Regions from separate parts of the Mus musculus genome. Here all the other regions are linked to region 1. Evidence: chromatin contacts called from public HiCAR-type and promoter capture Hi-C data. All regions are on one chromosome and are shown on one strand. Each heading gives the region's core, a stretch centred on a gene start, on an enhancer-like site or on the middle of the called end of the contact. The rest is flanking DNA. Distances are from core to core; before and after follow the strand shown.

What was found. Promoter capture Hi-C pulls out the DNA fragments that hold promoters and counts their contacts. HiCAR-type assays count read pairs that join an accessible place to other places. Capture Hi-C pulls out chosen DNA fragments and counts their contacts.
Region 2: a promoter capture Hi-C map of cranial neural crest shows a contact between it and region 1. The contact joins the promoter of Hic2 here to the promoter of Hira in region 1. A contact is called at or near these places in 2 of 39 promoter capture datasets (cranial neural crest and liver).
Region 3: a promoter capture Hi-C map of liver shows a contact between it and region 1, with 2.4 times the contacts expected there. The contact joins the promoter of Eif2b5 here to the promoter of Hira in region 1. A contact is called at or near these places in 1 of 39 promoter capture datasets (embryonic stem cells), 1 of 115 datasets of contacts at active chromatin or transcription factors (embryonic stem cells) and 2 of 9 other capture datasets (adipose tissue and liver).
Region 4: a contact with region 1 is called in a promoter capture Hi-C map of adipose tissue, with 5 times the contacts expected there. The contact joins the promoter of Snap29 here to the promoter of Hira in region 1. A contact is called at or near these places in 4 of 39 promoter capture datasets (cranial neural crest, frontonasal cranial neural crest, liver and 1 more) and 2 of 9 other capture datasets (adipose tissue and liver).
Region 5: a HiCAR-type map of astrocytes shows a contact between it and region 1, with 4 times the contacts expected there. The contact joins the promoter of Parl here to the promoter of Hira in region 1. A contact is called at or near these places in 5 of 39 promoter capture datasets (cranial neural crest, embryonic stem cells, liver and 2 more) and 4 of 115 datasets of contacts at active chromatin or transcription factors (astrocytes, embryonic forebrain and embryonic stem cells).
Region 6: a contact with region 1 is called in a promoter capture Hi-C map of pre-B cells. The contact joins the promoter of A930003A15Rik here to the promoter of Hira in region 1. A contact is called at or near these places in 4 of 39 promoter capture datasets (the HPC-7 cell line, cranial neural crest, frontonasal cranial neural crest and 1 more).

What each region holds. Positions count from the first base shown.
Region 1 is chr16:18,873,937-18,878,726 of GRCm38.p6, reverse strand. Hira (histone cell cycle regulator) reads right to left here and starts at 1,977. Exons shown (of 25, transcript NM_010435.2): 1 at 1,208-1,977. The coding sequence starts at 1,244. Mrpl40 (mitochondrial ribosomal protein L40) reads left to right here and starts at 2,090. Exons shown (of 4, transcript NM_010922.2): 1 at 2,090-2,256; 2 at 3,320-3,403. The coding sequence starts at 2,204.
Region 2 is chr16:17,231,126-17,235,915 of GRCm38.p6, reverse strand. Hic2 (hypermethylated in cancer 2) reads right to left here and starts at 2,329. Exons shown (of 3, transcript NM_178922.3): 1 at 2,186-2,329.
Region 3 is chr16:20,495,878-20,500,667 of GRCm38.p6, reverse strand. Eif2b5 (eukaryotic translation initiation factor 2B, subunit 5 epsilon) reads right to left here and starts at 1,851. Exons shown (of 16, transcript NM_172265.2): 1 at 1,572-1,851; 2 at 359-483. The coding sequence starts at 1,754.
Region 4 is chr16:17,403,901-17,408,690 of GRCm38.p6, reverse strand. It overlaps Snap29 (synaptosomal-associated protein 29), which reads right to left and starts at 2,691. Exons shown (of 5, transcript NM_023348.4): 1 at 2,332-2,691. The coding sequence starts at 2,568. It overlaps Pi4ka (phosphatidylinositol 4-kinase alpha), which reads left to right and starts at 2,826. Exons shown (of 55, transcript NM_001373955.1): 1 at 2,826-3,057. The coding sequence starts at 2,893.
Region 5 is chr16:20,300,400-20,305,189 of GRCm38.p6, reverse strand. It overlaps Parl (presenilin associated, rhomboid-like), which reads left to right and starts at 2,828. Exons shown (of 10, transcript NM_001005767.4): 1 at 2,828-2,981. The coding sequence starts at 2,863.
Region 6 is chr16:19,882,286-19,887,075 of GRCm38.p6, reverse strand. It overlaps A930003A15Rik (RIKEN cDNA A930003A15 gene), which reads left to right and starts at 2,802. Exons shown (of 3, transcript NR_027896.1): 1 at 2,802-3,152; 2 at 3,259-3,383.

The DNA of each region.
Region 1 (4,790 bases), core at 728-3,227:
CTGCCTCCTGAGTGCTGGGATTAAAGGTGTGCTCCACCACTGCTCGGACTAGGCTCCAAACTTTAAAATCTGTTCTTAGCTGAACTTCAGAATCATACTGTTTAATGTAGAGAGCATGTCGTACCCAGTCTACGTCTACGATCTTCCTTGTGAACGCCCCCTCCCCCTCCAAAAAAAAAAAAAAAAAAAAAAAAAAAGTTCGGCTGTGAATAAAAAGCACCCAGGACCAATTTTTTTTTAAATTTGGCCACGTGGATTTTTAAAAAGAGAAAAATGCATCTACTTGCCTTCTTTTACGCGGGCGCGCGCACACACACACAAAAACACACACACAACTGTAGCTCCCTCTAGATGCAATACAAAGTAGAAAGGAGGAAAGACCCTTCCTCTTTCAGCAGAGCTTGGCTGCTTCCTCGTGCTTCCTTCGGGTCCTTCCAGAGACTCAAGTACTAGCTGGGGGGAAAGGCTCTAGCTCTTCCTCACTCGCTCGGCAGAGAGCAAACAACCTCCTGCAGTAGTTCTCGACAAAACTGGATGCCACCGGCTGCTTTCTCCACCAGGGTGTAGGAATCTGCTATTTGAAGTCACTATCACGGATCCAAAGTCGCTTGTCTCCTGTGCACCACTGGCCCCAATCTTAGTCATCTGAAGCCCCAATCCTTACATTAAACGTGGTTCTTTCGTGGTCCTCCGTAGGACCTGAGCCCAGGCCCTTCCCATTCCAGGATCGCAATAGCCCGAGTGGGGGCACTGTCACAAACTCCAGGCCTCAGAAAGGGCAATACAGCCAGTAAGTATCTCATGCAGATTCACCGAGCCGCTGAAAGGCCACAAGGGGGATGTCGCCCCAGTTTCATACTCACAACCATCTGAGCACATACTGGATGGTGAAGCCGGATGGCAGCACCAGGTCGGTACCCAAGCCGGCTCACCAGAGCCAGGCATCCCAGATTAAGGGTGGGCGGCGCAGGACACAGCGCCATTGCCTGAGGCAAAGGCGGACTTCGCTGCAACCAGCCCGAAGCACGTGCCCGGGCTCGCCGGTGTCCCAGAGCCGGGGACAAAGTCTGCTCCTGCCCGTTCTGCAGCTCCAGCACCCGGCACCAGCGTCTGGACAAGGTGGGCAGGACTTGAGCACCGCCGCAAGCCAATCCCAGACCCCACCCCGATGCAGGTTCGGCCGCCCACGACTCCTGCGTGCACTCACCATTGTGGTTGACCCAGGTTGGCTTCAAGAGCTTCATTGTTCGGCCGCTGCCGGGCTGAAGCCAGAGCCGTGTCCCTCAGCACGCCTGGGCCATGGAGCTGCCGCAGCTTCCTCCCGCGCCGCCCGCCCTCCGGCCGCCGCCCACCCTTGCCCTCAGCGCCGCCGCGCCATCGCCGGCCCGTGCCCCCAGCCGCCGCCACAGCCGCCTCCTGCGCTCGGCCGCCGCCGCCGCCGCCACAGCCGCATCCCCTGCGCCGCTCCTCCTCCGGCGGCTCCCGGGCAACGCCGGAAGTCACGGCGCGCACCTGCCAAATCGCCCCGGCGGGAAACCGCTCCCTACGCGGACCGGGCCGCCTCGGTTCTTCGGTAGACAGGGGGGGGAGGACGGGGATACTCCGCTGCCACTGATGTGGTCGCCGATGAGGGTCGGTGTGAGCAGGCTGGCAAAGCCTTGAGATCCCGCCCGGCGATGCAGAACCAGGGTGGTGTGCAGATCTCTAGTTCTACCTCCGCGGCTCCGAGTCCAGCTTAGTAACTAGCTTCCGCCATCCATCAATTCGCGCTATTGGGCATCTCGCGAGCGCCAGCCGGGCGGGCGCCAGCATGCATCTAGCGGCAGACGGCAGCGGGCCCTGAGCTCGATTGCATGCATAAAAGAACTAGGCTGGTGAAGGATAGGGGGCCAGACGGGCGCATTTATTAGAAGAGCGGGGCGTTTTCATAGATGTAAACACATAGGCCAGGCGGAGCAGAGAGCAGGAAAACACCGCAGCATCCACAGAAGGCGGGACGCCCGCAAAAGGGCGCGGCGAAGCCACCGTTGCTTGCCCGGGGCGGGGCTGCGTCGGGGGCGGGGCCAGCTGCGGGCCCGCCTCTCGGAATCCCAGACCCGCGAGTTCCGGGCCGAGGCCTGCCAGACCCGACCGGGTACCTCAGGTCGGACCGCCCAGGGGCGTGCTCCCGGAAGCTGCCCGCCAGCGGGTGGCGTGAAAAACTATGGCTACCGGGGTGATGCTGTGTGCTGCGCGGGCTCTGCGGCCTCGGAGCTGGTGAGTGTAGCCGCGGGTGGCAGAATACCCAGGGCGCGTGCGCGGGCTTTGCCCCGTAGCTGCTCGCTAGTGCTCGCAGATTATTTCTGGGCATGAGCCTACCGCATCTGTTGCGGATGAAAATCCGAACTGGAAGTGTACTCACTTAACAGGCTATTTGCCTAACAAGTGTGAAGCCTAAGTCGTGCTTAAGTGGTGGCCTACTCCTGCAACCCCAGCACTATGGAGGTGGAGGCTAGGTCAGAAAGTCAAGGTCGTAACAGCTGCATACAAACCTGGCTATATTACACCCCATTTTTAAAAAGAAGAAAAAGACGCCGGGCGTGGTGGAGCACGCCTTTAAACCCAGCACTTGGGAGGCAAAGGCAGGCGGATTTCTGAGTTCGAGGTCAGCCCAGTCTACAAAGGGAGTTCCAGGACAGCCAGGGCTTTACAGAGAAACTCTGTCTCAAAAAAACCCAAAAAAAAAAAAAAAAAAAAAAAAAGGAAGAAGAGCAATGTGTTTTTAAAAATCCAAGGATATGTTTTATAGAAGGGACGTATAGTACAGTGGGAGGGGGTACTTTACTCAGTGGTCCACACTGAAGCATCCCTCCTTCCTTCCTCGAGGTACCAGTCATATACTAGACAGGTCTAGTATAGAATAGAGTTTATTTGTGGGTATGGGAAGGGGAATTGAGAAGAGAGTAGAGGCAGAGAAAGAGAGGGGACAGAGAAGGGGAGAGAGAGAGAGACAGAAAGAAACAGAGAGACGGAAGAAGAAGGAGAAGAAGAAGAAGATCCTGCCAGAGCAAGTAAAGGCTCTGCCCCAGTGAGAAACAGAGTTCTGTAAATTCCTCACTTTGACCTTGCTGGCCTAATACAAATGAACTAGACATGGTGGAGCAGCTGAGGCAAGAAAATTGTCTCAAGTTGCAAGATAGCCCGAATTAGGGAGACTTTTGTCTGAAAAAAATACAAAATAGATACTTACAAACATCCTCCGGGTTTTAGGAAGACCTATAGTTATGTGTATGTGCCTTCTCTTTCCCCAGATCTTTATACATACCCTTCTCTCCTTCAGGATCCCTGGAACCTGCCAGGCACACGTCAGACACACCCACCAGAGAGCTTCCTTACTGGCCTTCTGGGATCTCATCCCCATGAGGTAAAATCCAGCATAACCCTTAGCTCTTGGGGTATGAGAAACACGTGTATGCATATGACCAAAACAAAGCAAGAGTGCCCAACCTTGGGTTAGCAAGCAGATTTCAGTCTGTGGAACTAATAGTTAAATTTAAGTGGATGCCTCTGTCCTTTGAAGGAGCTCTGTACTATGATAGCATAGCATATATGTATTGCTACTTGAGTAGTTTAAATAAGTAGCAGCTAGATTTAAGGAGTCTTATGTGTTTCAAAGGGCATATCTTAACTTCTGTATTTCCATAGGCCTTGCTCTTCCCTGCTCATTCTGATTCACTGAGTGGGAGAAAGGTTCAAAGACTAATAATAGTTACTCTAGGAACTTTGGATGCTTTCTTGGGGCTTTATTTAGTTTATTGCTAAAAGGTTTGCTTTAAGGGTTTTTTTTTTTTAATGTTTATGTTCCTGACATATGTATACACATGTGTTTGGGGTGCCCAAAGCCAGTCAGGGGTTATAGCTCTCCTAGTTACAAACAGTTGTGAGCCCCTGATGTGGGTTCTGGGAACCAAACTCCAGTGTTTAAGATCTGCAAGCACTCCTTGTAACTCCTAAGTCATCTCTCCAGCTTCAAATTTGATTATTCCTAATGCCACATTTAGCCTGGGAAGTGTGTTCCTAAAAGTAAATCAGATACTTGCCAAAGCTTTAGGACATGGCTAATTTTGTAATGTGTTATGTCTACATGCATGGTGCCCACAAAGGCCAGAAGAGGGTCCCAGATCCCTTGGAACCAGAATCAATGATGGTTGTAAGCTGCCATGTGAGTGCTGGGAACAAAACCTAGATCCTCGGCAAGAGCAGCAAGTGTTCTTAACCACGGAGCCCTCTCAACACCCCAGAAACTGATTTAAAAAAAAAAAAATCTGGCAGTCATTTTTACTGTCCTGTCTCTTTTAGTCTTGAAGCATTTTGTAAATCACAAATTCATTTCAAATGTGAATGAGCTTTTACTCCCTTAGTTCAGCACGTTCACTTCTCAGGGCAGCTTTAAGATACACCTGAATCACAGACTGGCACTTCCAAGCTAAGAATGTAGCTTGGTTTATTGGATCCTTGCCTAGCATGCACAAAGCCTTAAGTTAATCCCCAGCACCAGAATACTGGGAGTAGTAGAAAATAACTAGGCTGGAAGTCTGGAGGTAGAGACAGTAGGATCAGAGTTCAAGGACATCCTTGACAACATAGCCAGTTAAAGGCAAGCTAGGACTGTGTAAGAATAAAAGTTAAAAAAAAAAAAAAAGTTGGGCAGTGGTTGCACACCCCTTTAATATCAACACTTGGGAGGCAGAGACAGTTTGACAAGGCCAGCCTGGTCTACAGAGTGAGTTCAGGACAGCCAGGGCTACAGA
Region 2 (4,790 bases), core at 1,080-3,579, 1.6 Mb after region 1:
CAGCATTCCCTACAGCTCAATAATGCAAAACCCTGTTGCTCTCAGTCCACAACAGCTGACTCCTAGAGGATCAGAGACTGCACTTATTAACAAAATGAGAAATCTGATCTGTGGAAAGAAAACACTATGTGAGGATTAATCTAGAATTGCAGCTTGTGGAAAAGGCTAGGCTGCTGGCCAAGACCAGGAAGTGCGGAAGGAAGGAACCCTGTCTACCTGTCCTCAGAGCAGGTACTATGCAGCAGAACAGGCTGCACCGCCCCTGCCCTGTTTGCACCTCTTCTCCTTCTAGCAATTACAGCAAATCATTTTGGTTCTGCTTTAAACACAGGGCTCCCTCGAGCTGCTTCTTCCTACACGCAAAGCCAACAATCAGAGGGAGATTTTTTTCTTTTCAGGAATTGCTCGTAAAAGCTCAGTGACTAATGTACAAGTCCCAACAACTGGCAGGAAAACACTGCAGGAAGAAATTCTGGGCACACAGCCGAACTCAAACAGCCAGACAAGCTGGCCAACAAGCACTCTCAACACCTTACAACTAACCTGCAGAAAGCCAGGAGCCAAATTAGTAAACTGAATGAACAGCATTGCTCCCCTCGCAGCAAGCAGGCAGGCAATGCAAAGACTGGACAACTTTTCCCAAGTCTACCCTGTAGGTTTCAGAGGTTTTCATTAAAAAACTGCATAGGACAGAAAGATCACCTGCAGGCACATGACTTCTTGCAAAAACCTTAGTGGGAAGGTTTGGCCACACATTTGTCTCTAGAGGCCAGCCTGAGGCTGGACCATCTGCTTTCTTTCAGACTACTCCAGGAGCTCTGCTCCACCCAGCATACTTTTTCGAGAGACAGAGCTACAGAGTGGTTACACAGACTACGATCCTAAAAATGTCTGCTTGAAAGCCAGGGATTCCAGATACGGGCAGATAACAGTGGAGGGGCAAGGCCAGGAGGAATCAGAAGCAATAATGTGGCATCCCTCTAGGGTTTGCCTCCATCCCACCAACCTTTGTCCTAGATTGGAAATCCCAAGTTCAGCCTAGAAGATGAGCCCCTCCACGACCTGCCGAATCTCCTGGTCCTAGGTGCAAAAGCCACAGCTAGCAAACCCCAGTAACAGTCCAGTCACAGGATTCCTATAGGCAAGGATCCGCCCCTCCCCCATCGCCACATATGTCAGTGGGGGTGGCCTCTCAGTGTTACACCCCTCCTGCTGATTGAAAGTGAGGAACCTGGAACACAGCTTTCCAAATGCGCCTGACAATTATAACTAGAAAAGATACTGTGAAGAGGGGGATAGAACACATAAGTAAATAACTTCTGAATCTCTCCGGCCAGCCAAGATCAGCACGGGACTCTCGTCGCAAGGTAGTCCAAAACTGTTCAGGGCGCGGCCGCTGAGAGTATTATCTGGCCTCAATCACTCCAAGTACCTAAGTCACTGCCCCCCAGGGAGAGGTATTTTCCCCCAGCACTTACACCCAGGCTTGTGTGCATATGAACCATTCTGGAAGATAAACAGAGAATGACAAGCTAGGGCCCCTCAGCTCACTCCCTGAGCCAGCCAGTCCCTTCCTCTTGCCACCCGACCCCCTCCCCCCAAGCCCATCTCTCTTCCTGCCAGGCGGCTGCCTCCAGCAAAGGTCTGGGGGCAGGGCAGAAAGCCCACCCAGCCACGGAGCCGGGCCCTCTAAGCCCTACCCTGTCCCTGACACGGCCAGTCCCCCAGCCAGGAAGGGTACTCGAGGAAAAGGACTGCAGACCATACACACAAGCGCAGTTCTGGAAACCGTAAAGCGTTCCAGTGAGGGGCAGCCGCAGGCGTACAGCCGTTTGCATAATGGGAGAACGCCCGCCTGTCAGGCAGCATAGCTCGCCCGACGCCGTTCGGATTAGATTGCTAATGAAAAGGCACAAAGAGCCGGCGCCCGCTACCCCGTCGACCCCCGCTCCACAGACTCGCGTCCCCGGACTGGCGCGGCCCTGGGGGCTTTGTGCCCGGAGTCCCCGTGCCGGCCGCAACCCGCCGGGCACCTGAACCACAAAGCCCCCGCCCGTCCAGGGTCCCGCGTGCGCCTCGGTTCGAGACTAGGGGCCGTGCGCGCGCTCCGTCCCACGCGCGCCCACGCCCCCCTCTCCGGGGGCGCGCCCGGCCCGCGTCGCCCTCCCTCGAGGACACCGCTTACCTCAGGTGCCTGCCAGAGGCCCCTCGTCTTGGGCGCCCGACCTGAGCTGCACGCGCCCGCCCTGTCCGCCCTCCGCCGGCCCCCGCTCGGCTCTCCGCCCAGCGCGCCCAGAGCGCTGCTCACAGCCGCCCGCTCCGCGCCATCTTGGAAGCTTGTGACGTCAGCTCCACCCGCTCACCCCTGACCCACATCTGAATGGGCGAGCGACAGGGCGGACCTGGAGGCGGACCCTTGTGGGGGCGGAACCCTGAGGCTGGGCGGGGCCGCCGAGGGGTCTGAGTCCAGGGATGGGCCAGTGGCTGCGGCAGAGTGTAATGGGGGAGGGGCGCACGGGAGGTCGCCTACAGGGTCCCGATGCAGGCGCCAGAACGGGATGGCAACCTCACCTCAAAATACTTGACGGGCAACACCCAGCGAAACAAGAATCCTGCTCTTTACCACGGGTCTATGCCCAGCCCTCAAACGGAAGACTGACCCGTTTTGAGCCTGACCCGGACCCTTCAGAACCCCCAACACTATCACCACCAACCCGGTTCAGGTGGCCTGCGCCTCTCCTCTTCCGCCCGTTTGAGCCCCTTGATCTACGCAGAGTATCTCAGTCTATAAAGTTTAGCACCCAAAGGCTGCTTGCTCCGCTGTCTGGGCTGCAGGAAGGCCTGCGTGGTTCTGATTTTAAAGGAGAAAAGAGGCCTGGGAGTCTTAACCCTAAACTTCTCCTAGGATCCTTACATCCACTCTCGCGAAGGTCGACCCGGATTGCGCAGAGGGCGGAGAGGTCCGTGTACACTCTGCTTACTTATCCAGAGTTCCGGTGACCGCCGCAGGTCACAGGAGTTTAGGCAGCCCAGTAAAGACCCAAGACTTGTGGCCATCCAAATGTATTGGGGTTCACACGGAGTTATTCTCTAGAGAGTTATTAGATGACCATCTCTCTACTTTGAACACTAAACACTAAAGCCCACCACTGTTAAAGGTCAGAAAAGTCCTAGCCAGAACCTACAGCTGTTCTATAGGGAGGTTGTGACCCAGAGTCAACATTGAAACCCAATTCAATAACCCTTCACAGAGGCAAGCATGCTTTCCGAATGTACAAGCTTAAAATAACAGATTAAAAAAAATTAAAATTCTTAGTTTACCCAATAGCTACATAGCTAATACATGATTGTTTTTACAACTATCATCTTTGAAACACCAAACAACAGAAATAGGAGTACATTTGTCCTAACAGATATTAAAGCAAATTATAAAGCTACTGCTGTCAATTATACTAGCCAAGACATAGAATACTATGCCTAAACATCCTAGAAATGGCGAAAACTCAATAGATTGAAAATGGGTGGCATGGGGCATGTCTTTAGTCCCAGAACTCTGAAGGCTGAAAGAGGCAGATCTCTGTGAATTAGAGCCAGTCTGACTACATAGTGACTTCCAGTTGAGCCAGGGCTACACAGTGAGCCTGCCTCAGAAAGGAAAAACAAAAAAGAACTATCAAGCACGTGTTAAAGGAATTGTCAATCATGAAGAACAGCTTAGAGGTGGGCTGTTTTGAAGACTTACTGAGCCAAGTGTGGTGGTCCTGCCACTCCCTAGGTGATGGTTACAGGAAGGAACATTTTTTTCAGTGGTTATAGTCACTGGTAAACTGACTCCTATAAATAATACACTGGTATTGCCCTGACTCCTATAAATAATCACCCACTTATTCCCCTGTAAGCAGTTCTAATTAAATTCACTAAATCACATAAAAAAGAAAGAGTATGGGGCTGGGGAGATGGCTTAGTGGGTAAGAGTACCCGACTGCTCTTCTGAAGGTCCAGAGTTCAAATCCCAGCAACCACATGGTGGCTCACAACCATCCTTAATGCAATCTGATGCCCTCTTCTGGAGTATCTGAGGACAGCTACAGTGTACTTACATATAATAAATAAATAAATCTAAAAAAAAAAAAAAAAAAAAAAAAAAGAAAGAGTAGAACTGAGACAAGCTGGGGAAAAGAATGGGGTCAGAGGCAGTGGGAAAGAAACAAAAGAGGGTAATGGGCTGATTGTGGTCCAAATATGCTATGTGACTATGTCATGAGACCCATTACTACATGTAATTAATATAGGCTAATAAAAAAATCCAGAGTGAGCCAGGCATGGTGGCGCATGCCTTTAATCCCAGCACTCAAGAGGCAGAGGCAGGTGGATTTCTGAGTTCGAGGCCAGCCTGGTCTATCTACAAAGTAAGTTCCAGGACAGCCAGGGCTATACAGAGAAAGCTTGTCTGGAACACAAAAAACAAAAAACAACAACAACAACAACAAAAAACAGAGTGAAAGGCAGAGCTACAATTGTAAGATTCAGCTGTGCCACCCCTGGGGTAGTTAGGTTAGCTGGTACCTGAGGTACCACTAAGTCAGCACAACCATGTTTATCTTATACTTTTTTACCTTTTTATAACTTTTTTTCATACAATATATGATCATTCTTTCCCCTTCCCCCAGCTCCTACCTACTCAAATCTATACCATTCCACACACACACACTTAAAAAAAAAAAAAAGTCTCACACTGCAACTTTGTCCAGGAACTCTATATATAGACCAAACTGACTTCAAACTCAGAG
Region 3 (4,790 bases), core at 602-3,101, 1.6 Mb before region 1:
CCCAGTACAGGGGAACGCCAGGGCCAAAAAGTGGGAGTGGGTGGGTAGGGAAGTGGGGGGCAGGGTATGGAGGACTTTTGGGATAGCATTGGAAATGTAATTGAGGAAAATACGTAATAAAAAATATATATTAAAAAAAGAAAGAAAGACTCAAAATCACAGGCAAGCCTTTAATTTTGGTCCCTGGGACCTCAAGGCAAAGGAAGCTGCAGCAGTTTACCTCGGGACACGTGACGAGAACACTAAACCTCACAGGAGCTCAGAACAGATTCAGTGTTCTCCTCCTCACATCAACTCTATCCTGGAAGAACTGAAAAAAGACGGAGAATCCTGGAAAGGAAAAATTATGAAGCCTTACTGTAAGTGTTCTTTGATCTGAGCAGCTTTCCAGCAGCAAAAGACAAATGTTTCCTGTACACCCGTGGCAGTCAGGAACTCCAGAGTATAGTCAATTAGCGCAACGTTGGCCAGGGGCAAGAGGACCTATAGGGCAGGAAAGAAAAAGTCTGAGATCTTCAAGTCAGGATTATACTTTGGTATACTTTGGTTTGCAGACACTATAATCGACTTTATCCTTTTATTCTAAAGCAAACAGGCTCTAAGGGTCAGTCTAAGGCTCTGGAATTTGAGCCTAGTAGGCATGGTATCAGACACAAACATGTTCTAGGAGCCCAGTGCTGGCATTAAGGACAAATGTTGGCCCTAAGTCATAGCTCTAGAACTCTAAGCACTAAGGTCTTCTTCATAGAATTTCCTTCTATTGTTCTATTGCCACTAAGAGTCACAGAAATCATTCAAACACTTGTCAAAAATGAACAGTCGTTAGCCTTAGGAATTCTTTTTTTTTTTTTTTTTTTTTTGTGGTTTTTTGAGACAGGGTTTCTCTGTATAGTCCTGGCTGTCCTGGACCTCACTTTGTAGACCAGGCTGGCCTCGAACTCAGAAATCCGCCTGCCTCTGCCTCCCGAGTGCTGGGATTAAAGGCGTGCGCCACCACGCCCGGCTATTAGGAATTCTTAAGTCAAAGGCAAATCCCTATTTGAATGAACTATGGATTGCTGAGCGACCCAGTAGTCTGCAAGCGCAATGCCTATTTCCTATGTCTAGGTAATTCCTAGACTGATGGCAACCCACTGGGGTCCCCTTTCAGCAGATGGGAGGAAAACAGCCTGCTGAGAGCTAGCCTTTTTTCCTTTAGGAATATATTACCATTGCCTTTATCTAAAGCAATTTCTTTAAATTGCCCATGTCCTGCAAGGTTAAAGACAGTGGAGGCCCCTCTTGTGCTACTAAATCCCCCGGGGAAGCCTTCTTTCAAGCATTGATTCTACACACAGCCCTCTCCATCCTTCCCAAGGCTGGGTGTATAGCCCTGCGAGAATCCATGTGTGCTAGTTACTCATCTGATCGGACAGCCTCCGAGGTTTCAGTCGGTCTCTCCACCTTTTCCTAACCAGATAAGCTCAACTTGAGGGTAACTTCCAGAGCACGCTTCACTAACCAGCTGCAGTGGCAACCTGCGGCCCCGCTACCCTCGAGGCCGGCAGACTGCTCGCGAGCCGGGTGCTCACCCGAGGCTGGTCCTTGGAGATGGGGAAGAAGCGGCGGTTGAAGCTATCGGCCACTAGAACTGCCTGGAGGGGCGGCGGCGGCTCCTCCTCCGCACCTTGGGTTCCCCCGCCGCCCGAGCCGCCGCCGCCGCGTTTGCTCGCTCGGCCGGCCGCAGCGCCAGGCACCGCCGCAGTGGCTGCCATCTTGCTTCGCAGCCAGCACGTCCGCCGGGAAGTCACACGGCACGCAGTAGGGGACAAAAAGGACTCACAGTCAAAACGCGAAGGTGTAGTTGCAGGGAGAGAAAGAGGAAGGAATGCGCATGTGTGTACCAGCAGACCCCACCCACCCCGTGCAAGACCAGGGCGTGGCTGACCGCAGTAGGTGCTACTGGGAGGTGTATGCACCCCAGAGGGGTGAGATCCCACCGTTGTCTACTTAGTCAGTGAGTGCTGTTGGATTGGACAAGCTAAGAAGGCAGCGAGCTGGATAGGCTTGTGATCGCTGGGCAGGAGCCTACAGCTCCTCTGCCCAGAGTAGGATAAAATTTGTAGTTCTCAGGGATTGGAGAGATCACTCAACAGTTAAGAGCACTTACTGCTCTTGCAGAGGATCCACGTTCTGCGCCTGGCGCTCACGTGGTAGCAAGCAACTATTCACAATTGCAATTCCAGGGTGTCCGACACACTTTCGACCGGGCACTGGATGCCTGTGGAAAACACTCATCCACATAAATCTAAATATAAAATGAAGCTCCCCACTTGCAGTCTAGTAATCTAAGGGGATCTGGCATCTTTGGGAGGGAAACCACGATCTGCACAAATACTGGACATGGAGGCAGGCTGTAGATTTTTACTGAACACACACCTATTATGGGTGCTCCCTCCCCCCTTGCCAGAAATACGACCTAGAGCGACAGGCATTTCTTAAACCCTCAAATCGGAACCAAGGGAGCACGCCCAACTAGTGAGTGGAAAAACTGCTGCTGGAGCTCATCTGACTCCCATGGTTCTGAAAGAGTAGTAAACTCAGTGCTCCAAGGTATGCTAATCATAAAACAGATAGCGACATTCCTCCACCCACCGGCTTCCTGGGTTCAAAGAGTGTTAATTCAAAGAAAGTCACCCTGACCCACTCTGACCATTGCTGGAACCTGCAATGCAAATGTGCTATCGTTAGGGGCTCTTAGAAACTGTCTTGAGAGTTAACAATTACCAGGTATTCCTTGTGACACCTGTGACTCTGTACTTCCTTGTGACTCTTAACTGGTATTTTTGGTATTTTCCAACAACGCCCTTCCCACCTCCTTGAGTTGTGGTTCCTTCCTTTAAATACCCCCTTATCCAGCTACTCGGGGCGCCACAGTCCTCTACCCCTGCGTGGTGTATGACCGTGGGCCCGAGAGCGCTCTTGAATAAAAATCCTCTTGCAATTTGCAGCAAGACCGTTTCTCGTTGGTGATTTTGGGGTGTCGCCTCTCCTGAGTCAGAACGTGGGGGAGTCCTCACGTTGTGGGTCTTTCAGTTCCACAAGCGTTATCCCAGATGAGGCTGGATCTAAGAGCAGGAGTAAACTGGGTAGGACTGGGGCGTAGTAGCAAGCTTTTCAGGCTAGACTGAAGTGGAGCAGCAGGTTTTGGTAAAAGAAGCCGTGGCCGCAGTTTATAAATCAAGCTTAAGGCGGAGGAAGCAATGGCACGCAGGCTGGGCGTAATTCTGTCAAGCCAAAAATTCCAGTAAGTAATCTGCCCAATCAGCAACAGAACCTCTGCTAATCCCACAGCCCGCAAGTTTCGGCAACTCCCTCTGTTGCTTCCACCCACCTCCCCGCAGATGTTCTCCGGTGGAGTGGTGAGCCTATGTTTCTAGTGTATCGCTACTCGTTAGCTTCCTTGTGGAACCCAGAAACCTGTCATTTCTTCCTTCGCCCAGTTAATGAGGGTGCTATGAGGACAACGTTTGCTTCTGAAAACGTTAGTACAGAGAGGGAAAAGCTTAGTAAAAAATTTCAATTAAATCGAAGTCGGACAGGTCACCTAAGAGCGTATGCTTCCAAAACCGATTGAGACAGGGGGAATCTCAAGTGAGAGCTGTAGCAATGCCTCGTGACAACTGATCAAACAAGTAGGCAAACACGACCAAAATAAAATTAAGTATAAATATACCTTCTGGGGGACTGTTTGCGCTACAGATCTACATGAAGAAGAAAAATGTGCACTTGTGGGAACTTCTCATGCACACAGACTCTTGCTCAAACACGGGATCCCGGAAATGCTGAATGTGGAGTTCAGTGGCTTGAGAAATTGGGTAACACTGCCCTCTACAGATCAGTGTGATGTAGTGAGCCTTCACCAATTCCCAGAGTCTATGTCATAGACTTTATGACAAATGAAGTCTTCTTTTCTTTTTGCCATAAGGTCTCACTACATGTCCCTGCCTGCCCTGGTACTGCTCACTGTATATACCAGGCTGGCCTCCAACTTGTAGAGACCCACCCGACTCTGCCTCTCGAGTGCTGGGACTAAAGACGTGGATCATCATGCCCAGCCTATGAAGTCATTTTTTTACGTGGAGGTTTTCTGGACTGTGGGGTAGGAAACATCTGTAATGTATATGGAGGTCAGAGGCCCTGTAGTAAAGGAGTCTTTTTTCCTATTCTGAGATTCAGACTCAAAGACAAGTTGAGTTTCTTGAAGAGATTAGAACACAAGGTTTCTGAGACAGCATTGCCCAGAGAAAGAAATGATGATCCTGTGAGCCAGCCCAAGGTCTCCAGCCCACAGCGGTCAGAAGTTACTGGTATAGTGTGAAGTTGTTCCTGGCTAGCTGATTACCCAACTGCCCCAAGGAAGGTGTGTTCTTCGAAGGAAAGGAAAGGATGTAGACTGCCCTTGCTTGTTCAGTACTGTCCCAGTTTTATCTTTGAACATCCTGAGTCCTGGACTGAGGAAATCCTGAGTCCTTGGTACACTGAAGTGTTTTGGTCTCCATATAGGTGGCCACTAGGCATCAGTAATTTGGTCTGGGAACTCCTTCCTACACACATAATTAGTAGAAATGACCAGCCCTTCCCAATGCCTGCACAATATGTAGGTCACAGGAAAGCAACACAGTGATGCTTACTGGGAAATGTTGGTGACAGAAAAAAAAAAAAAACCCTTAATATAGCCAGAGATTGTCCTAAGTAAAGCCACCGTGGAAGCCAGCAGGTAACAATGAGGCTACACTAACAACACAGAT
Region 4 (4,790 bases), core at 1,442-3,941, 1.5 Mb after region 1:
GACGCATTAGAGTCACCATGAACAACTCTGGAGGAGCAGGTCTGGTTGGGAAGCCCTTACTGGGAATGCTGCTCCCACCAGCTTTCTAGAAAACAAGAGTACATCTATGGCAATGGATTTAGTCACTCGAACTGGGGAAAACCTGAGGAGTTTGCCTTGCCACTCCTCCAGGTTATGAGGGATGCCGTCTGTCTCTCTGACCTCTCTGAACTGAATGCCCAGTGTGGCTTCAGTGGCAGACACTGGAAAGATGTAAGGATGAGTAGGCCTCCGAGGAGCGTGTGCTAGGCAAGGCAGCTGAGCACGTTATGTGTCAGTATTACCAAACATCAGTTCCTTTCCACTGTGTTGGTGCAAAGTCAATTGAAACCCTAGTCTACTGTTCGTTGCTGGGCTCTGCTGAACTGAGAAATCAGGCTCCAGAGAAGATCATTGTAGTATGCTATACTGCTCTAGGAGGGGCAGAGTATCCTAGGAAGGGGAGTGGCTTTGGCCAGGTGGTGATGTTCATGTAGGAAGCAAATATTATGATATTCATTATTAGGAGGCTTGCTGCATAAACAGGTCATCCATCTAATGGCATATAATATGACCATTAGCCTATTCCCCGGCTCCAAACCACCCCTCATTGTATTTAACTATGAAAGAACCTTCAATACTACTAAATAATATACAGGCCAATATGTAAAGAACACCTCACTTTAAAGTTAAAAAAGAATAAAAGTGCTTGGTGTGGTGGCTTGAACCTCGGCACTCCCAGGCTGAGTTTAAGGTTAGCCTAGTCTACATAAAGTTGGAGAACAGTCAGAATTACATATTGATACGATTGAGAGAAAAAAAATAGGTTCTCTTTTGGGGCTGGAGAGATGGCTCAGCAGGTCAGAGTGCTTTCTGTTCTTCAAGAGGACCTACCTGCATTGGCATCTGGTGAATGTCTATGACCTCAGCCCTCTGGAGGCTGAAGAAAGAGGATCTTGAGTTCGAGGCCAATCTGGATTACTATGGGCTACATTGTGAGAACTTATCACTTATCTCAATACAAAGTGACCTGTTCACCAAGACCTGTAGGACTCCAATTGATCTGGAGTGGAACATTAAGAATCCAGTACACAGAAGCACAACTTCCTAGAGGCAGAACATACATTAGCCGTCAGGGAGACAACAACAGGGAAGGTAGGAGAAGGTAAAATACCAAACAGTGGCAATAGAAAACAACAGAGATCTGTCCAAGTCCCAGAGGAGAACACTTGCCAAAGATCAGAGATGAAGACTGGTAAAGAAAGACAGTATTTTGTTTCAACTATTACATTTCAAAACTGTAAAATACTTAAGATTATTCTTGGCTGATATATCAGTAATTTCTTCTTCTGCCAAAACAACTATTTTGCCAGTAGACTTAGGGGCAATCTGGTGTCTTGGAATAATCTTTATTTTATGCTGGAGAAGATGGTACATGCCTGAAATCCCAGTATCAGAAAGATTGAGACCAAGAATTCTAAGTTCCAGACCAGCCTGGGCTTCATTGGTAGGCTGTCCACCAAGCCGAACTCCTCAAAAAGAAAAGGTCTTAAAGAAGTTTCAGAAGACCATTTCTGTTCCCAGCACCCATCTGTCAACTCCAGCTCCAAGGGATTCCCTGGTGCCCTCTTCCGGCTTCAGGGGACACCCTTAAACTGTGCATATGCAAATACAGGTAAATTAAAGGAAAGCAAAGTTCCTAGTTGCTGAAATTTTCTATGGATGGAAAGAGCTGTCACAATAACACACGGTCTACAAAGGTAAGAGTCGACTCAATTCAGGATCTGGTTTCCTGAGCAGGAGCCCAGGCGAGGGGACTTAAATATTCCCATTAGAAAGGTGAAAAGTGGTCAAGGATGTGAGAAGAAGAACACAGGCTCCCTTTGCGTCAGTACTTCAGGCACCACCTGGCACTTGAAGCATACACAGTTCACACTTTAACTGGGCCACTAGAGAGGAACAGCTTGAGGCTTCTGCCTAACAAGTTATATGTAAATGAAACAGACACTACTTCCCAAATACAGGCCGCACTTTGGCATTTTTACTCTCACACAGAACATTATTTGGAGTTTACTTTTTAACTAGACATGAGGGCAGGGCAGCGAGGGAGAAATTAACCTCGCAGAATAATAGATAAGGAAGCTTCCAGAGGTAAACATCAGGTGATCCTGATACATAATTCTTTACACTATGTCCATGAACTTACGGTAGGCAATTAGAAAAATACCAAAAGATCGTAAACAAAATATTTCTTCATCCCGTTTTTATAACGCATTGATTGGCCGGTTTAGCTCAGTTCTGCCCCAGGCTCACCTCGGAAGAGGCGACTCCGATCTTCTCCGATTCATACATGAGAGACAAGGACCTGCTGGTACTGGCAGCGGTAGCCTCGGCCCTGCGCAACACCTCCTGTCTCAGGTACTGCTGCCTGTCAATGGGCGCGTCGGGGCCGTCAGGCAGGTCGCGGACGTCCTTCCACGGCGCGGGCCGGGTGTCTTCCTCTTCCACGTCATCGTCGAAAGGATTATAGCTTTTAGGATAGCCAGACATGGTGCGGGAGACGGCCTGCACCTAGGAAGCAGGAGGGGTTGCTGAGCGAGGAGTCGATAGCCCAGCGCCGGCGGGCGGATTCACTGTGGACGCCGCGCGCACTACTTCCGCCAGCACTGCGCTAGAGCCCCGCCTCCAGAGCCAACCCGGCGGCGGAGCGGCAGAGGGGGACCAGGCCCCACCCAGTGCGGGGGAGGGGAGAGGGGAGGAGTCAGGTGGTCAGGTGGCCGGGAAGTCGGCCGCCTCTGCGCCTGCGCAGTAAGGACCGGTGGTGGCGAGCCCAGAGCTGTGAACCCAGCCGCCTGCGCCGGGGCGTGCGCTGTGATGGCGGCTGCTGGGGCCCGGGGAGGAGGCGGCGGTGGCGGCGGCGGCGGCGGCGGCGGCTCGGGGTCCAGCTCTGGCTCCAGCACCTCTCGAGGCTTTTATTTCAACACAGTACTTTCACTGGCCCGCTCCCTGGCTGTGCAGAGACCAGCATCCTTGGAGAAGGTAACCCTGCGTACTGACAGGAGGAGGGGCCTGAGGTGGCGAAGCGGCGGGACGCTGCTGGGTCTGAGAAGGCTACTTGCGACTAGAGAGGGGCTCCTGAATAGAGGTGGCAGCGATGTAGGGAGGTCGGTGGGAGAGGGTTCTGGTGAAGAGAGGAGTCGGGAAGTCGACAGGACGCTGGGAGGTCTGGTACCGGTGGGAGTGGGAGGGCAGTGAGCTGTGGGCGGGCGGACTACCGCTGTGACATCTCAGGCGCGGGGGTTGTGGCAGCATCGTGACTGCCTGTGAGGCGTGGTAGGATGAGCCAAGGACCAAGAGTCCAATCCGGGCTTTTGGTCCCGATTTTTTGTTTTCATTCAATGACCTTGGAGAGGTGTCTTTCTCATGAAATGGGACGCCCTCCTCCCCTACACACTTTTTGCCCTTCTCACTGGATTGTGGAGAAGGACAGCTATGCAAATCGTATTATTATTTAAGAGATGGTAGCGTTAGACTGGATCAAAAGATGATGAGTTTCGAGAAGATGCAGTGGCAGGAATATGCAGTGGACTGTTAGTAGACAGAGAACTAAATTCAGGATTGCTTCAGAAGAGAAAGACACGCCAGTCCTTATCTTGGAAGATAAAAGATATGCTTGGACCTGGGATAAGAGGTGAACTGGGTGGGTGGTGAAGGGTAGAACCCCAGGATTAAGGAGGCTAACCGCTTTCTTTTAGGGGAAAAAAAAAACCCAAAAACCAAACAACAACAAAAGGATGTTGTGATAGGAAGAAGACAGATTTTAGTCAGAGCTGACTAAATTTACAATTTCTGTGTGCAGTCTTGAGGAAGAAACTTGCATGCTAACAGCCTATTTGCTTATCTATAAAACCTGTGAAGCTTTGATGAGTTTACATATTAAGGCCAGGCACAACGTGGATGAACAATAATAGTCAGCTGCTTTTCGCCCAGGAATGTGTAAATAGACTCAGCACAGTATGTTAGCACTGAAGGGAGGGGGCTGTCTGTCCATTCAACTTTCTGAAAGATGGAAAGAACCTGGGTGACATGTGCACCTGCGCGCTGATGGGTAAAAGTGGAAAGGCAGAGTGACCTGGTCTTTGACCTTGTAAGTTTTCAAACTTGATTGTATCACCTACCTGCAAGGTGAACAGGTTCTGGAAGATCTAATGCCAACCCGACTTCTGGCTAAAGAATGAATACAGACTGGACATGGTAGCATGCACCTGTAGTCCATGCTACTCAGGAACAGCCCAGTATCCGCAGAGGTGCTGAGGAGTTGTTGTTCACTCAGGGAGTTGGTATCTCAGTACTCATGTCTGGCAGCTTAGGACTGCTTGAATGTTTGAAGGTAACTCCAGTTTTAGGGCATCAGAAAGTCCTCTTGTGGTGTCCATGGGCACTTGCATGCATGAGCACATACAAGCACAAATAAATAATAACAACATCTTAAGAAGATTTATTTATTTATTATATAATTATGCTGTAGCTGTTTGCAGACACACCAGAAAAGGGCATCAGATCTCATTATGGATGGTTGTGAGCCACTATGTGGTTGCTGGGATTTGAACTCAGCACCTTTGGAAGAGCAGTCAGTATTTTTAAGTGCTGAGTCATCTCTCCATCCCCCAACATTTTTAAATTAAAAAATAAAAGATGGTTTAGGACTTGTGGTGCAACTTAGGCAACATATCAAGATCCTGACTCAAGCAGGGAAAGACAGCAGTGTGTGT
Region 5 (4,790 bases), core at 1,579-4,078, 1.4 Mb before region 1:
GGCATGTCCATTTAGATAACTTGTCTATTTAGCAAGATGGCAGAAGTAGGTTCCCATCAGGGCCGATGACCTTGCAGCCATGGCATTAGATCATCTTTGTGGTACAAGGCATGTATTTCCTCCAATAGAGCAGGCCTCAAATCTGATGTGGAAGTCATTGGCTTTCCTCATAAACTCCCTATCACTATCGGCCCAGTACTCATCCTGAGTAACAGTTTAGATGACCTTCCTCCCCCAGTGGCCTGAATTGCATTTGCTGGCATATGAAAGACAGCCAGCAGGAAAGAAGTCCCCAGGTCACTTCCAGCTTGATTTTTCTGTCCTGCAACCAAAATCTGTCTTCATCATAGAATCTTACTATATAGTTATGGTGGGAAACCAAGAACAATGGCAATAGGCTATACTGTTTGTGGTGCAGGGCTCCTACCCAATAACTCAAAGGATGCAAACACACACAGCACTGGGATGTTCACTTAATACCTTATGTCTTTTGGGGGTACCTGTGTTCAAGATATTTTTTAAATTATATTTTTTAATTAGTTTCCAAAATAGTGGGTTTCTATAACGTTTTGAGCTGCTATTTTGTGGTGGTTTGTTTGTTTGTTTGTTTATTGTGACAGTCTTATTATATAGACTATCTAGCTTCAAAGTTTCAGAGATCTGTTTGCCTCTATTTCTCAAGTATTGGAATTAAAAACATGCACTACCATGCCTGGTTTGGTGTGTGTGTGTGTGTGTGTGTGTGTGTTCAGGAACCAGAAGAGGGCATGAATCATTTGGAGCTAGAATTTCAGGAAGTTGTGAGTTACCTAACATGAGTGTTGGGAATTAAACTGGGGGCTTCTGGAAATGAAATCTTCTTAATCCACCAGTTGTTCCTCCAGCCTCCATTAGAAACAAAACAAAACAAAACAACCCTTAACTAAGAAAAAAAGCCTTTACTCCCAGCACTTGGGAGGCAGATGCAGGTGGTTCTCTGTGAGATGAAGGCCAGCCTGCTCTATAGAGTGAGTTCTAGGTCAGCCTGGGCTACACAAGCAAAACCTTGTCTCAAGAAACAAACAAACAAACAAACCCCCAAACCTAAAAGAAAAAAAACCACAAAACACTGGTAGCACGTCATGAATGAGAAGAAAAAAAAAAAAAGAAAGCAAGTGGCTGGACTAGGTTGATAGAGAAAAACTAAAGGAGGGAAATTAAATAGGAGGGCAACAGGGACAAGGTGGGTAGTGAAGTCGTGGCTAAAGGTAGAGTGGAGGGAGGGAGGTAAAGCAATGCAGCAAATAGCCTAAAACAAGCCAAATTCTGCAGACTCTGCACAGACCCTGAGAGTCAGGCGGCCAGCCTGTGATGTCTGGGGAGTGAGAAGAGGGGTGGAGATATATATGACGGACACAGGCTGGCCCACACTGGTTCTGGTTTCAGTTGGCTCAGTCCATCCATCTTTATGTTGGCCCATTTGGCCTACACTGACTTTGAAAACATGGACAATAAGAAACAATTGTGTATTTAATCTGTGAATGAAAACATAGAGTCACACAAAGTGGGTATCCCTTAACAACCAAACTCCTCTGCATCCCATATCTAGAAGCTACAAACAATGACTGGGGTCCCTTAAGCATCTCCACTGGTGCTGCTACCCACAGTTATGCAGTGTGTTCTGACTCTTTCTGAATAAGGGTCGCTCCCCATGTTCTTCATTCTCGAAGCCTGGAAACACTCAGCCCAGACCTTTACCACCAGTAACAGAAGAGTTTCTAAGGGACCCCCACCCCCACCCATTCTCCTTTTCCCTCTTGAAATAAATGAGATGACAGAGTAGTCCTGGAGGTGCTTCTGATAGACTCCAATCTAATAATATAAACCAAGGGCCATAAAATTGCAGAGGGAGTTAAAAAGTCTCTTTTACTATAAGTGAGGTTTGTTGTGAGTTCTAGAAAATTGCGGATTTATAGTTAGGAAAGGAAACATGCCATGCTTAGGCATTACACATGATTCCCTGCTACTGTAACATTCTTATTTGAAACATTCCTGTAGAAAGGGAACATTGTTCTCAAAGCAAATGTTAATTGTGCTGGGATACTTGACTCTCAGTTGTCTAGAGATCAACCAGACTCAGGTGTAGGAGACCCTCTCCCTTCCCTTGCTTCTTCAACTGAAACACTTGGGGCTCTGTCTTTGGCTATCAAACTTCAGTAATGGAACCACCCCAGAAATCTCATGCTGGAAGGAAAAAGCCTGAGTTTCTGGGGGCAGCCAGTAACTACAGAAGGATTTGCAACTTGTCAAGGGGGCAGGCTTGGAGAAGGAGGCTGGATCAGGGGTCGGGGGTGACGGGTGAAGGGTGATTGGTGAGGGGACACAATTTCCTTATACTGCACACTTCTTGCCTTCCATTTAAACCTTATCTTTATGTTAGACCTGGAAGATGAACGTGGGGAGTCATTGAATTTCATCCTCTCAGTGTGGTCCCATTTAATAAATCGTTTTCTGCTTTTCACAATCAGACAGATGTCCAAGCCTGGCGAGTTAAGGTTGCCACTGTACAGGGCCATTTCCCTTTTCTGAGACTATAAAGCACAGTGAAACGGTGTCTTGTGGTTAAATGTGATAACCTGAGGGTGTCTGATAACACAGCGTTACTCAAAGCCTCAAGTTTTCCCCAGTCACTCTCACCAGAAACTTCCAAGGTGGCGCTGGTCTGAGAAGAGGAAGACCGGAACTGAACGGCCTCCAGGTGGCGCTCTAGACCACTCCTCCGCGCTGTGTGGCTTTTTTTTTTTTTTTTTTTTCTTCGCCCCGGAAGTGATTTCTAGGCCGGGGTTAGAGAGGTCGGGCCATGGTGGGGCAGAGGTTGGGAAGATGGCGTTGCAAGGTTGGGTACAGCGAGGCTGGCGCTGCGGTCCGGCGTGGGCGCCTCCCTTGGGTGGCGGCTACCGGGAGCTCTCTGCGACCCAGGCCCCGCGGCTGCTTGGACGCAGGTAATGGCCGCCGCTTCCAGCTCCCCCGGCTTCCCATGAGCTGGGGTTGCGCGCATCCTCGGGGGATAGGTAGCCGTGTGGGGCTCCCGCTTTCCATTGTTTACGAGGTCTTTGCTAAAGCTGACTCCTCCCTGCCTAGCTTTTCCTTGGTCCTCCTTTCCCTACTGGCTTCTGGGTGCCGAGCCGCGAGAGGTGTCTGGCCGAGCCCGGCCCGGTTCTCCGGACCCGCGGTCTTTCCTAGTAGTTCCGAGGGATGTGATGGAAAGGGGAACTTCTGAGCGTTAATTGCATGTCCGGCTCATATTCTTGAAAGGGCTGTACTGCTGTAGGAAGCACGTGGCCTTTCCGGCCGGCCGGATCTTACATGAAGTGTAATAGAAGAGAAATTCCATAGCAGTTGAATTAATACTGACGTTGAAACTTAGTCCGAAGATGTCAACTTTGCAACTTCTACCTAATTGATGGTACCATACACACCAAGGGGCCTGAGGTCTTTATAAACGTGTGAGCTAGCCAGAGATGAGATTGAGCCTGGCGAAGGCACCACCTGATCTTAAAATTCACCCGAGGTGGGCACAGGTCTGTAATCTCAACTCTCAGTAGTCTGAATCAGGAGGATGGCGAGTTGGAGCCAAGCTGGGAAAGGCTGAATTATAAATAAATAAACAGCACCTGGACTATATGTAGATTCATTTCCCAGGTGCCACCCAAAATCAGAATCTTGGAAAGTGGCGAAAGCGGAAGAACCTGCTCCTCAAGTGAAGCTTATTAACATCTGTGGAAAAGTTGCATATGGTGTAGCTTACTGGCTAACGTTTAAAATCAGGCATTGCTTTTAAACAGCTTGGTGTGGTCAGACTTGCTTGTAAGCAGGGTTAGGCGTTCAAGGCTAGGCTGGGCAGCAGAAGACTGGAAAAAAGAAAGGAAGAAAAAAGTCTTAAACAGGTGGAACTGGGGAGGTGCCTTGGAGGTAACAAGATTTCTGTGATCCTGTTGATTTGCTGTGATAGTTTCGGGAAAAGGCAGCAAAAGAAGTGGACACTTCATCTCTGAGGAACCTCATTGGTAGGGTGCTTGTCTCTAGTAACACCACAAAACTTGTCAAAAGAGTTTAGCCTACCTATCATGGTGGCTCAGGCTAGTAATCCCGGCACTTGGGAGGTGGATTAGGAGTAGGAGCCAGACTGTCAGGCCACCATGGATTACTTGAGGTCCTGTCTAACCCTCCCCTCAGTACATGTGGTATTAAAATTTATATGGAAACTTGGAAACTGACATTCTTAATCTTGTGGTTATGGGAGAATGCATTAGATGAGAATGTGGGTGAACCTGAAGTGGCTTTGCTCTTGTCTCCACATGTATGAACTTAATAGGGAATGGGAGTTGCTCGCTTTGTAATCACTAGTCTGTTTTGAGCCACTGTGGTTCTAAATTAGCATGAAGAATGAGCCAGGCCTTGTGGCTCTAAAGAGGTCCCAACGTTTGCATTTTATAAACACTTTATGTGGTGATACAAAGGCAAAGGTGATACAAACACAAGGTCCTCAGGCACCTGCCAGCCCACACACGGTTCTCCCTTTACAGGAGTTATAAGATTTTATGATATGGTTAAGTTTAGGTTGCTGCACTCCTGTCCTTCAGGATTCTTGTCTAGCAAGAGAAATCAATAGTACTGGGTTACAAGTTTAGTTCTGTATAATGAATGCATTCTGATGATGATCATTTGGTTTAGTTCAGTGGGAACTGATCACTTTATTTATTAGACCTACTTTGGCTACTTTAAACTCTTCCTGGGCTTCGTGAGCTCTT
Region 6 (4,790 bases), core at 1,553-4,052, 1.0 Mb before region 1:
TTATCTTATTTTGCTATCATTTTATATGCATTATTATTCAGCGATTAAAAAATTTCACAGCTAAACATAAACAAAGACAATAAAATAATAAAAAAATGTTTAGGTGATTTCTTATTTAGTTGTATAGGTTTGGGATAATCTAGAGTTTTGTAGTCATCTGTAGAGTTTTATTCTTGTCTGGCTGAGTTTCCAGCTTTCACAGTCCCACTTCTTCAGCATTTCTTTTGTGTATGCCTCATAGAGAAATGCACTTTATGCAAACTAACTTCCTCCCCCACAGTGCTGTTAAAGGCTTCCTGCTGTGTTCATCCTACAGGACCATTGCAACTAAACCAGACATCTGAGAATCAAAAGTTTCTCATGTTTCACCACTTGTTGGGGGATTTGAATGCTAAATAACTGTAGTTGTTGTTTATTCTCTTTTATTAATTAATTAATTTTACTTCTGGTTTGCAGCTTCCCCTCCCTCTTCTCCTCCCAGTCCATCCCTCTCCCCTCCTCACCCCCATTCCCTCCCTTTCTCCTCAGAAAAGGGAGGCCTCTCCTGGATATAAACCCACCTTGGCCTATCAAGTTGCAGTAAGACTAAGTGCATCTTCTCCTATTAAGACTAGACAAAGCTGGGCAGTGGTGGAGCACACCTTTGATCCCAGCACTTGGGAGGCAGAGGCTGGCAGATTTCTGAGTTCAAGGCCAGCCTGGTCTACAAAGTGAGTTCCAGGACAGCCAGGGCTACACAGAGAAACCCTGTCTCGAAAAATCCAAAAAACAAAAACAAAAACGATTAGACAAGGCAGTGCAGTTAAGGAATCCAAAGGCAGGCAACAGAGTCAGAGACAGCCCCTGCTCAACTGCAGTTATTTTCAAAGGTGCCAAGGTTGATGAAAATGCCTCTCTTCCCTAATAACTAAGTATAATAGAAAGACTTCTAGGCATAGTCACTGATCAAGCATGGGTTTGCTCAGCTATGGCCAAACAAACAAACAAATAAAAAACCAGAAAATATGTCATCATGAAATCTGTCCTATGTCACAGTGTGTCCCACAGTATATCCCTCTGTCCACACATCTTCACTTGCAAATGCTAATTGCAATGAGTCATTGGTCTTGCTTGAGGTATCTCCCATCTGTGACTCCATCCAAATTGGATCCTCGCCAGATCTCCACCTGATTATCTTGTTGTTGTCCTGTGTCAGGAAGATCCCGCAGCTTTGAATCAGCAGGACTGTCCCTTTCCTGTGTCCCAGTTGTCCATAGATGGTGTAGAATTTGGGGTGGGCCAACTTAGAACCCTGGATCTAGTAGCTGAGCTGGTCAGCCCACCTGCTCTTCTTTATCTGCACCACCAGGGTGATATAACCACCAGGGCAAGAAAAACAAGAAGAGATAATGAAGAGGTCAACTCAGAGCCTTTGGAAAATTCCACTGGACCCCTCCCCTCCTGGAAGAGACAGGTCAGAGAGCACACAGGCCAGAAGGGAGAGGCTGAGTAAGCCCCTACTACCTCATTTCCTAAAGACCAATCAGTTTAAAGGGTGTATTGTTCTGCCAATCATATTGTGCCTAGTTGCTGATGCTCTATTCCGCCCCTGGAAACTGTATAAAAAACTTTCTGAATGGGCTGCCGGGGGTCACCACCTCTCCTTTGGATCTGGGACAAGCCCAGTGTGCTGGAACAATAAATTCCTCTTGTTTTTTTCATTGATTCCTGGCTCTGAGTGGTTCACTCAGAGGGTCCCCTGTAAGCTAAGGCTCCCCAGAGTCTTACAATAACACTCAAAAAGAATAAGCAGAAGAAAATAATCAAACTCAGGGATGAAATCAATTAATTAGAAACAACAACTAAAAAAAAATTACAAAGACTCAATGAAGTGACAAGTTAGTTCTTTGAGAAAATTAACAAACTTTTAGGCAAATTAACCTAAACCTGAATAGCAGGCAATAGGGCGAGAAGAACTCAAATACCCATCTTTGAAAGAAACACATCTCTAAAATTGCACGTGTAGATAAACAGGCCTCGCACTCATGAAGGAAAGAAAAATGTATGTTCAACAGTATTTTTTATTTTCTTATTTTATAAACATTATTATTAAAAAGCTTGTAAATAAATAAAACCACCACAAAACATTAATTATTTTAATATGAACCCAATGCAGTCTAGCTGCTTCCTTGCACTGCTATGGCTTAACAGTGTCTGTGCGAGACGGAGACAGGATAGTTTAAAGTTTTCTGAGGTTTCCCCTGCCTGTCGGAGCTGAATACTCTTCGTCTTATCTTGAAAAGGCAAACATTTACAAAGCTATCCTAGGAAACGCTTGGCAAGCTGTCCAGTTAAATTATAAAACACCATTGTTTAGTGAAGAAAAATGACTAACGGCTACACATATCTGAGTCTATAAATGTGGTTAAGCTGCAATAGAAACAATTTTTTTCAGAGATCACAGAACCTAGAGACCACCCAGAGGTGTCACATAGGCAGAGCCTTTAGACATTTATGTATGTTTCACTTAACTATTTTGTTTTCTGTTTCATGCTGTAATCTTTACGTTCTAGAACACAACATTAATCACATTAAAAACAAAATAAAATGTATCAGGAAAAGGCAGCCTATTTCCTGTGTCTTTGCCCAGGGTAGCTCTGCAACATGAAGCCATTTTTCTTGTTCTAGTGCAGCTCTTGCGTACCACAGCAAGACAGAGCATTCTTCACTAGGAAACTGATGTCATACTTGCAGCTGTTTCTCTGGAGCAGCTGGGGCTTTTGAGCCGTTTACCGTTTGCTGTGTCAGCCTGGGGCCTCCTTAGATGGTAAATTCCCTTAGCAGCAGGCAGCAGTGCTAAGTTGGCTTCTGCTTTGGCAGCCTGGAGAGCTTGGAAGAAAAGCCGAGTTAAACTGACCTGACAGAATAGTCTTCCAAAGAATATCTTTTCATAATTTTATCCATGTTTTAAAATTGAATTTAATAATTTTAATCGTTTTAATAATTTAACCGATGGCTTATCTCATAATGCGATGCTGTCTTCACCCCTCAGCACCCCTTCTGTTTCAAAATGAGTTCTGGAAGTCTGTGGAAGCCTAATCTGTCAGCACTCACTAATCCCCAGGATCAGCTCTCACAAAGAAGAAACCTTGAGTGATCTTCAGGGAGATTAGGTAGGAGGAGGTTTAACTATACCAATGCAGCCAGTACCTAGAGCAGGATGGAGGCCAGAGAAGATGGTGACCTTGCGTCCTGGAACTCCATCTCTGTTCTGTGCAGGCAATGCGAGGACCCAGACCCCAGATACTCACCATACATGGTGGTGCGGATAGCAGAGGCAGAGATGAGGGCCTATCATCGTTTCTTGGGGAGCTGCACCAGCCTGGAATACAGAGCAAATAAAGGTAATGCTGTGTTTGCATTTTTCCCCATTTATCCTCATTGCTACTACAATCATGGCTTAACTAAGAAATTTCAGAATTAAATTTAAAGATTTTTTTTTTTACAACTATGTTTTCTTGTTAAAAAGAGTTTTAAAGAAGCACCAATTAGCTATTATAATCCTGGAAGTAGTCATTTATTGAGATAGATTCACAATAAAAATAGATGATCAGCTGAAAGAACCAGGTGATGAGATAGCATGTTGCAGCCGAGAAGGCTTATTTTCAAAGCACAGATGTGTGTGTAGATCTATATGCATATTGAATATCACCGACCAATGTGATAACTAGTTCATCATGGTAAAAGGATAGCATTTTTAATTTTTTTGTTCAGGTACACTTTCTATTTAAAAAGAAATGTATTGCTCTTATATAATGAAAGTAAGAATACACATGATTAAGTTGACGGGCTGAAGGAAAGTGTTGAGTCTGGAGGATTCTTGTTAGACATGTGATCTAGTAACACATTGATGCGGTGAGTGGGAAGGGTAGCACTTCTCCTGCGTGGGCTCTGAGGAGTCCTCTCTGTCTCTCTCAAGGACTTGGAAGCTAGCAAGGCAGATGCTGTTAACTGTAGTACTTGCTTGCTTTCAGGGGTTCTGCTCTGTGGAAGGCCTGCCTGCTGCTCCTGTGGACAGGAGAGCTTTCCTGTGAGCCCCTTGGAGGGCTTCCCTGCTAGGAGGCTTTTTTTTTTTCTCTGAAAATGTTTATGTTACATTTATTCTTCTTTGGTCATGGATTAAACCCAGTGCCTCTGTTGCTCTAGTCTTCTTCTTCTTCTTCTTCTTCTTCTTCTTCTTCTTCTTCTTCTTCTTCTTCTTCTTCTTCTTCTTCTTCTTCTTCTTCTTCTTTTATTTTTGGTTTTTCGAGACAGGGTTTCTTTGTATAGCCCTGGCTGTCCTGGAACTCACTCTGTAGACCAGGCTGGCCTCGAACTCAGAAATCCGCCTGCCTCTGCCTCCCGAGTGCTGGGATTAAAGGTGTGCGCCACCATCACCCGGCTTCTAGTTTCTTCTTTAATACTTAATCTGTTTCCTTGAATCGAGTGAATTATTAAAAGAAGTGTACTTCTCTGGTAAATTCAGTATTGCTTTCTTTCTTTCTTTTTTTTTTCACAGCATGTGAGTAATATTTTTTTTTAAAATTTTTAATTGGGTATTTTCCTCATTTACATTTCCAGTGCTATCCCGAAAGTCCTCCATACTCCCCCCCCCCCCCACTCCCCTACTCACCCACTCCCACTTCTTGGCCCTGGCGTTCCCCTGTACTGAGGCATATGAAGTTTGCCCGACCAATGGGCCTCTCTTTCCACTGATGGCCGGCTGGGCCATCTTCTGATACATACGCAGCTAGAGACATGAGCTTCGGGGG